Linked DNA regions of Zea mays: region 1 is linked to region 2. The links are chromatin contacts, called in public Hi-C maps. All regions are on one chromosome and are shown on one strand. The core of a region is the stretch at or near the end of the contact, and the rest is flanking DNA. Distances in the headings are between cores, read along the strand shown.

Region 1 (4,577 bases), core at 1,965-4,464, 270 kb before region 2:
AGTTTATGCAAGTATACCTCTGCATTTCAAAATTCAAATACACCGACCTGCCAGGCCCCCGTGCAGAAACCAACCATTTAGAATTTAGAAATGTGAAGGGCCAAGCTACTCAGCCCCAACTTGGTCGATGATGTTAGAGGTTTTTGCTTGATAAGTGCCATGCAATGCATGAGCAGCTACATGATGCTGCCTGCGTCTTCAAGTCCCGTCACTTGGGTTCCAAAAGAAGCTGCTTCCTTCGGCTGAGTATCCCTGTGGAAGGTGAGGTCCATAGACGACGTTTTCAGAATGTGGAAGATGAGGTCCGTAGACAACGTTTTCAGAATGTGGAAGATGAGGTCCATAGACGACGCTTTCAGAATGTGGAAGGTGAGGTCCATAAACAACGTTTCCATTCAGAAATGCCATTTGGTTCACCTGCTGCGTTGTCTGATAAGCATTTGGAGCATTAACTTGATTGGGAGTGTTAACATGTGGACGGGTATTTGCATTGGTATCCTTCTGGTTCTGGTTAGCCTTTGGCTTGCTCCTAGCAGTCCGCTTGTTTTCCACAGGGCTGTCTGCAGTCAGCCTGCCCATTCGCTGCCGGATTTCATTCAGTGGACTAGCCAGTTTTGACTTAGCAGCACCCTTTTTGGGGTCAGAGGACTTGTACTCAAGACGGTACAAGGCGAGGGCATCAGAAGCATTGATCTCATACTCGAAAAGATGCCACTCATGGCTGCTTGATGGTTGTGGGTCCATGTAATAGGACCTCTTCAGACCTGCGAAATCTTTCATTACCAGCTTCCTTGATTCATGCCACCCACGACCACCGTAATCCGGCAATGACCTCTGCTTCCGGTTGCCACTCTCAAATGCTCTTCTTGGAGTATCAAAGAACAACCATTCTCTAAGAGATTCACCCTCCAGAAGAGAAAGATCGAAAAGTTCTGCAACAACAGCACAACATAGAAGTTAGCAAAATAATTTGATGCTATCAACATTAACCATCCATGCTAGCACTAATATAACAATACTTACCAGGTGCATTCCATGGGGATTTAGACGTAGCAGCGCCTCCACACACAGGAATACCAACGTTCTTTCCTTGAACTTTTGCAATGAGAGCAGCAAACAGTGGCCCATCTTTCAAATCAATACCTCTTGGACGCATCACAGGTCTTATCCCAAGAAGACCATCATCATTCAAAGCCAAACCAGCATGGTAAGGGTTGCAGTAATCTCCAGAGTCTTCTGTCCCTCCAGCTGGCCTACCACAGTCCCAAAGTGCACATTTTGGCCCCAAATACTGAGAGGGTGACGGCCATATTGTTGTAAGCAAGTCTGACATGTGAACAAAAACATCTCCAGTATTTTGCTCAGAGTTATTTGCATCAGCATATGAATGAGTAGGTGGCAAATCTAATGGCAAATCAAACTGTTGATGTCCCAACTGGCCAATCCCATGCAGATTATTGAACTGATCTTCATTAGAACCAGAAATATTTATTTTGTAACCATCACCACACAGAAAATCATCAATATTAAGTTCATAGTCTGTATAGTACATCTGCAAGCAAAGTAAGATAGGCTCATTAAAGCTATCAATAGAGATGGTAAAAGAAACATGATACACTACATGCAACAGAATAATGGAATGGTATGAAACAGCATGTTATTGGTTAAGCCAACCACTGCCAATTATTGTCCTCTGTTTTGTGTCTAGGTTCGTAATCATGTATCAAACCTACAAGTAACATAACATGTACATATGCTCCTTTGTCACAAGGTACAGTTTAGAGCCCATAACAATTAAATTGAATCAGAAACTCAAAACTTTGAGACATGATATGAGGCCTAAAATTGTGATTTTTCAAGAGTCTACCATTATTTTTTATTTACAACTAGCCTAACTACACAAAGATATACTGTTATGACTTGTACTCTTCAGAAGCTTAAATAGTACTACCACATTATTCCACATGCATCAACATATTGTCTATGATACTCATGTATAGCACTAAAGTATCAGGCACTGCGAGTTGAAACAAGTCATCACTCATGAATGAAGTTAGTTTATAGTGCTGATCCATACTGATACTATGGTATATAATTTGCAACTGAACAACATAACAAGATGGAAGAAAACTAGTGAGTTCTAATGCAAACAAAGATACTGTATCCAGTTGACATATTTTGTTATTGTGACAATATCATCAACATAGTAATTAAAAAAAGACCATCCTACACATAGATATCCTCTAGAACGAAAAGCCTCAGTGAGAGAATGCCTAAGTGACCAATCACTCAAAAGTTAAACACTATCCAACAAAATCCACATGCTTGGGTTTCCTTAGAATGACTAGCATCACAATGTTAGTAATTCATCGAGACAAGCTCCTCCGCATTATCAATCTGAAAAAAGAACAGTTTCCAGAACGATAATTGAAAATAAAAAGACTACCCGATGATTGAACATTGCATTAGCAACAGAAGACACTTCTCCACAATCTCCATCCACTCCCTGACCTAGAGAGTGCTGCGCAGGAGCAGTGCCCCCATCTATAGCTTCACACTGCTGATCAGTATTGGCCATCCTGCTGTCCTGCCCGTGCTCGTGGGTCTGACGAGAAGGGGGCACCAGGAGCTTACTGCTGGCATCGTCCTCCTCCTCGGGCACCGCCAGCTGCAGCAGTCGCAGCGTATCCGACGGTGGATCCGAAGCCTCCCGGTTGTTCCCCTGCGAGTTCTGCGCCGCACCATGAATACCCGTCAGCACCAATCTACTGCGCACGAAAGACGAAAGGGGAACGGTGGGACGGGCGGAGGGCTAGGGTTCGGGGGACTTGCCTGGAGAGAGGAAGCCGGGGATGGGACGCTGAGCTCGGCACGCCACTCGCGGAGCATCTGGTGGACCTGCTCCTCGAGGACAGCGGCGTCGGCGGAGCGGCTCTCCTTGCGAGCGGATTGGAGGCCGCAGAACATCTCTTGTAGGTCGTCGACTCGGACCTTGGCTCGGTCGCGGAACTGACGGTGCCGCGTCGACGAGCGGGAGCTCTTGCTCCCCGACGCGGGGTGGGCGTTGCCGCCGACCCCGGCGGCCGGATCTCCCGCCATCGTTGCTGATCAAGGCAATTATTTCCGGTGGACTGGGGACGGCCGAATGCCGATTGACTCGATTCGGCGTTTGTGTTGGTTTGCAAAAAGGGACCGCCCCACTCCTTTTCTTTGTTTTATGTTATGAAAAAAATTACGGTACCTATGCTCAAGTTTCGTTTGAGGAAATTGCGGGGAAGAAACACAACCGCAACGAATTATATGATAAATCTAATATTTTAATATAGATTATATAAAATTTGTGCTAATCTTTAATCATGTTGTTAAATATATTATTAAAGATAAGAATATGTTTTTAATAATTTTTTACATTATTTTCACCCTATAATAAAAAAGCGAAAAACATCTGAACCCGAATAACATGAATTTTATATTAATTGTTTAAAAATATATAGAGCAAATTTGAGATGTACTTTTTATAAATTTTAATAATCTCAATGCTAAAAACATAAATATAAATTTACGTTGTTCGTAATTGAAGAAAGGAGACTAAAATTTTAACATCCAATTAAGTATCCAGCTATGTCCCTACACTGCCCTTATCATACTATCATACGACTTGTTAACGTGAGGAGAGGGATCGACATGGACGACGACACAAGTGAGGGAAGGGGAGGATGCCACGCTGTCACTAGGAGGAGAGAGGTTGGGGCAGTAAGGTCAGGGGAGGATTGAGGGGAGAAGAATAATCCAAATGATATTGTCTATTGGATTTGAGTAAGGGATAAGAGTTATCCAACGATCTAAACCTGTCGTGGTTTATGTAACCGGGGTATAATAAGATTTGTGTTCGACAGGGGTGCTAGCTCGGACTCACTCCGAATGGTGAGCTACGGGGGCTCGAGGGTGGATCTAAGGCGAGTTGGTTATACTGATTCAGACCGGATCTCTAGTCCAGTGTAGTGCTGATCGTGGTATTGCTTGGAACGTGTTACAACTGAGTGCTTGTGTGAATACATAGAGATATGGGATGATCTTTGGATGGGGTTGTCTTGCCCTTTTATAGCCCAAGGGTAGACGTTACAATGAGGACTAGTATTCTACTGGAGTGGAGTTTGGGCTCCTCCTTTCTGGGCCTCGTAGCCCCTATGGTCTCATCTGTTGAATCATGTTTCTAGGCATTGTAGCCCCTACGGAGTCGTCTGCCGAGGCGTGCGCTGTCGTACCTCTGGTATGGCGTCGTATCCTGTCCGCCTTCCTGTAGCTACTCCAATTTAGATGTGGCGGTGCTTGTCGGTTCTATTGAGTCAGCTCAATGAGTGGTTTAGGGATGTCTTCAGTACAGCTTCATCTTCCGTCATCCCACTAGCGTCATCTTTTATCATGCGTAGACGCACGTCTGGTACGTTGTATTGCCCCGTCCCCTCTGGTGTATGGGTCTCTGTAGAGACCCCAATGTTGAGGTTTCTACGACCGGGGTTGTCTGATCCCACTAGTCAGCAGGGATACGTATCTGGCGTCGTTCCTGACAGGGACCC
Region 2 (4,388 bases), core at 219-2,718:
AGAGACCTACGGGAGAGAGAGAAAAAATCTTGTTTCCAACCACGCAGCATGCGAGATTCCTATTCCATTCATTGCCCGCTACAATGAGATGCCAAAATAAACTATGATCGATTCTCCTAGTAGTACAATACCAGTGAGCAACTAGTACGAACACCAAGGACGAAGCAATGCCTTCAAAAAAAATAAGGTCTAGCAAAGTACCATGATAAATGAAAAAAAGGGGCTATCACTACAGTCTACAGTAACCAATGAATGATTTCGTACTTAGTCTGTGACTGATCGAATTATTCAGAGAGTTTAACCAAGCATTAAGAAGGAAAACAGGAAAAGACTAACAAGCAAGGACAAGAAGGTACTGTGGTTAACGATGCCCAAGCCTCTAACAAAGTACTAGTACTAATTAGATATCGATGCGCCGATGTCCAGATATTCAATGATCCATATCTGTATCTGTTTTAGTGTAGATTCGATTTGAGATATTTGGTGTTGCATTAGTATGCGACAATATTTGTATTGGACTTCGAACTAAAAAGTGGTAAATAGTGATATCTGAATCCAAAACGATTCCTAGTCTAAGGTAGTGTTCGGTTACTAGGGACTAATTTTTAGTCCCTCCATTTTATTCCATTTTAGTCTATAAATTACAAAATATGGAAACTATAACTCTATTTTAGTTTCTATATTTGACAATTTAGTGACTAAAGTGGAATAAATTGGAGGGACTAAAAATTAGTCTCTAAAACCAAACACCCCCTAAATCGATGTGACACTGTACTCCCAAGCCAATCATTTCGAACAACTCGAAGTTGGCAATGGCAGGTCCTCCACATTGCGTTTGAATACCAAAAATATACTCTAGTGACGAGTCATATCTAGCCCCAAGCCCCCAACGCTCTGGCAAAATGCAAACTGCAGACGAAACAGGGAATGAAGTCAATGGAACAGATACCATATCCAACATCCGCGGTAGAAATCAGTGAAACGATTTGGCTGAAATCACAGCGCCCCCCCACCCCCCACCGCGAGCAACGAACTTTTCCGAAGCAACGACACTCACCGTATCCATCGCCACCAGCGCAAGCCGCGCGTACACCTCGTCCGTGGCCGCATCCGCCTGCACGCGCACGCACACGCACTGGCGTAAGAATAGGAAAGCAAGCAAAACTAAATCACCAGCTGGGCTGCACGATGCAAGGTGGGGGGGGGGGGGGGGGGGGGCAGGCCAACTCACGCGTAGCTCGACGTCGACGACGCGACACACCACGTGCGGCGGCACGCGCGGCGGGGCCGGCGCCGACACCCCACCACCGTCGCAGCCGCCCGCCGCGAGGTGCGCCTGAGGCAGGTACACCACGGCGCTGCCCCGCCGCGGCAGCGCCACTCCAGCCCCCGCGCACGCGTGCCACAGCTCCGCGCACACCGCGCCCGCCGGGTCGTCCTCCCCCACGGCGTTGAGATCAATCCCCATCTCTGTCCCGACTAGTACTGGGGGTCGGTGGGTCTACCTCAACCAGCGAGGGAACGTTGATGGCAGGCACAGGCAGCGACCTCTCCGAAGCGAAGCGGGACGGCGTACAGGTGAAGGTGAGGGCGATAGAGGCGGGGAGTTAAATCGGCGGAGGCGGCAGTGGCATTAATGCGCTTGTCCCCCCGGAGGGGCCGCTCCCGCGGCTGGGCAGTGGCAATGCCAGTCCCGTCCCCCACGCCCCTGCGCCAGAGCCAGAGGCAGAGCCAGAGCCCACCACCGCAGAGCGCAGACCGCAGCGGCTTCGATGCGTGCGGGCCGCGGTTCCTGTTCCCGCCCCTCCTGACCGGACCGCTGCGGCAGTGGCCGTGGCGAGTTTATGGATGGTGGGGTCGGTGGCCGTGGACGAGGGGACCACAGAGCTTTTGGCTCGGTTTCGGCGGGTGGTTTTGGTGGGGTTCCTTGTCCTCGGGCGCCGCGGCACGGCGTCTGTAGGCGCGTAACCGTTGGTGGTGTGCCGAGCCGAGCAGGACTGAACTGTTTCCGCACAGGGAGGAGGCCCGGTCTGCTCTCGCCGTCGGCCCTCGGGCGTCGGGACCAGCTAGAGGTAGAACTCGAAGAAAAGGTGGCTTTTCCTCCGCGCTCGCTCGTTTGCCATTGTTGCTTGGTTGTTTGTGTGTTTGTGTGCGTCCTGCTTTCGCGAAAACGGCCCCGGCAGCGTCACGCTCCCGGGAAAGGCCAAGCACGGAAGGAGGTCTTTGCTTAGTCCTCCTTTGAAAGAAAAAAATTGCAGGAACAGGGAAAACACAGGGATATAACATAGATGTATGTGCAAAACAGACAAATAAAAATATAGGAACATTTGTTGAATTGTGTTCGGATGATTGTAGGAAACACGTAAGGGACGAGTCCATAACAGTGTTTGTAAAAATCCCTACGAGATTCTTTATCAAGCTACTTAATTACACATGTGGGCCAGTGCTATACTTCCTCTCTCTGTCTCTGTAGTCTTTGACTTGTCCTTTATCTTCATTCTATGCGCATGCTAGAAAAATGAGATCAGAGTGCATGTTTTCTTTCCCATGTTTCTTCCGTGAAATGCTTCCAAAGGATTTTTACCCTCCAATTTTCCCACGCCTCAAAGTCTCAAACCTGCCAACCAAAGGGCATTGCAGTGCTGATTCCTATAGGAACCAAATTCCTATATTTTTCATACAGATTTCCTAGGGTCCAAAAGGAGGTTTTACCGGCAGATTTGCCTTTTTTTTGGTCAACGATGAGTAGATTTGCCTTTGTCTGCCCCCCGTTTCAATCAAAGTTTTGTACCGTAATTGTCAGTATCATAAAATTATGTAAATGCTTTATCAGTCTCTCTTCGTAATTAACATATCAAGTCATCAAATATGTCATCGTGTTACGGTATTAACTGTAAATAAAACTCTCATTGTCATATATATAGCAGTACGACACAGAGTATCGAACGTAAACAAAACATGAACAACATTACGGATAGAGCGAAGCCATAAATCGGATGTACGCTAAACCTATGTACAGTCTGGTACGAGCATGAGGGTTGTTTAGAAATGTTTCGACCGTAGAGCGTGTAATAGGCGATGACCTATTATTGTGACGGACCGATGAACACAAAGGTGAAAAAAGATTGCAGCCTTAAGCGTTCGTTACTGATCATCATGACCTCTTAGCTCTACCTTCTCGTATGGTTCTGGTGAAAAGCTCTAGATTAATTGTGTCGAGCTCACTTTTAAGCCTACCCTTACATGCTGCACTCTTTTAGATCAAGTGAGGTGATTTAGAATCAAATTATCTTCTATGCTCCTCTACTCCTCTTTTAATAGACCAGGGAAGGAGAAAGAGTTACAAGTCGGTTCGACTGCAGGCCCCACACAGTAAATACCCAACAACCCCACATGTAGAGACACAGAGTGTGATTGAGGTGTTCAGTGGGGAGTACATGAGACGTCCCTCGTGTCAGAATGTTGAGCGTATACTTTAGGTTAATGAGTCACGTGGCTTTCTTGCATGTTAGGAAGCATATATTGCATGCATTGGTGTTGGGAGAAGTGTCCTTTAGCATGGAGGGGCAATTCACTTGTGGTGGTTATGGAGTACCAATAATGGTCCTAGAAGTTCTTGCTTCTCATGACCTTCACATTTGGCATGCTTTTATTTGGAGTTGTTGGGTCAAACCATGACCTTAATGTGCTCAATCAGCTCCCCCTTGTTTTCGACACGTTGAGAGGAGAAGCACTTCAGGTTCAGTTTCCAATTGATGAAAATGAGTGCAACACGAGTTACTACCTTGCTGATGGTATATACATAGAATTGGTTGCTTTCGTGAAGACAATACCATTTCCTCAAACAGAGAAACAAAAGGCTTTTGCTTCGAAGTTCATCAAATTTTGGAGTCCTATGTCAATAGGAGCATGTGTATGTGTGTGGTGTTACGTTGTTTGATAAAACGGTCACAAAGATGGGACCACACTGGATGACATTCACATGAAAGCATTAAATATTGCCATCTTAAGCACAAAAAAGGCAAGAGTCAATTTAACAGTTAGCCTACTATACATGTTGGTTTTATGTTAGCTTACCTGACTTTTCTCTTCTGCGAGCTAATTGCTAGGTATAAAGATCTTTGCAGTCTACCTCTTAGTCTATCTATATCGTAGTTAGATCTTCGCTATTAATGCATGTCCTACCTATCTATTTTATAATTTTCTTGGTTTATGTGTCTAAGCTGGTTATAAGTTTAGGCTATTCCCGGTGTGTGGTATTATAGTAATTTAATATATGCCATGCAGGACAAGTTGTTGATGTAACATGTGAGTTAAAAGAGGTGAGAGAAGATAGTATAGTATCATCATAAAGATACCGCTCTACCTTCGTATCCAATGTCTTAAAT

What was found. Hi-C and Micro-C count contacts between places; a contact is called where the count stands out from the background.
Region 1: a contact with region 2 is called in a Hi-C map of leaf, with 4 times the contacts expected there. The contact joins the promoter of LOC542193 here to the promoter of LOC100191784 in region 2. A contact is called at or near these places in 5 of 25 Hi-C or Micro-C datasets (bundle sheath, ear, leaf and 1 more).

The regions. Positions count from the first base shown.
Region 1 is chr6:170,388,044-170,392,620 of Zm-B73-REFERENCE-NAM-5.0, reverse strand. LOC542193 (expressed protein DH12) reads right to left here and starts at 3,214. Exons shown (of 4, transcript NM_001111807.2): 1 at 2,833-3,214; 2 at 2,447-2,731; 3 at 1,024-1,552; 4 at 1-932. The coding sequence starts at 3,099. The coding sequence ends at 199.
Region 2 is chr6:170,113,409-170,117,796 of Zm-B73-REFERENCE-NAM-5.0, reverse strand. LOC100191784 reads right to left here and starts at 1,468. Exons shown (of 10, transcript NM_001137209.2): 1 at 1,232-1,468; 2 at 1,058-1,114. The coding sequence starts at 1,468.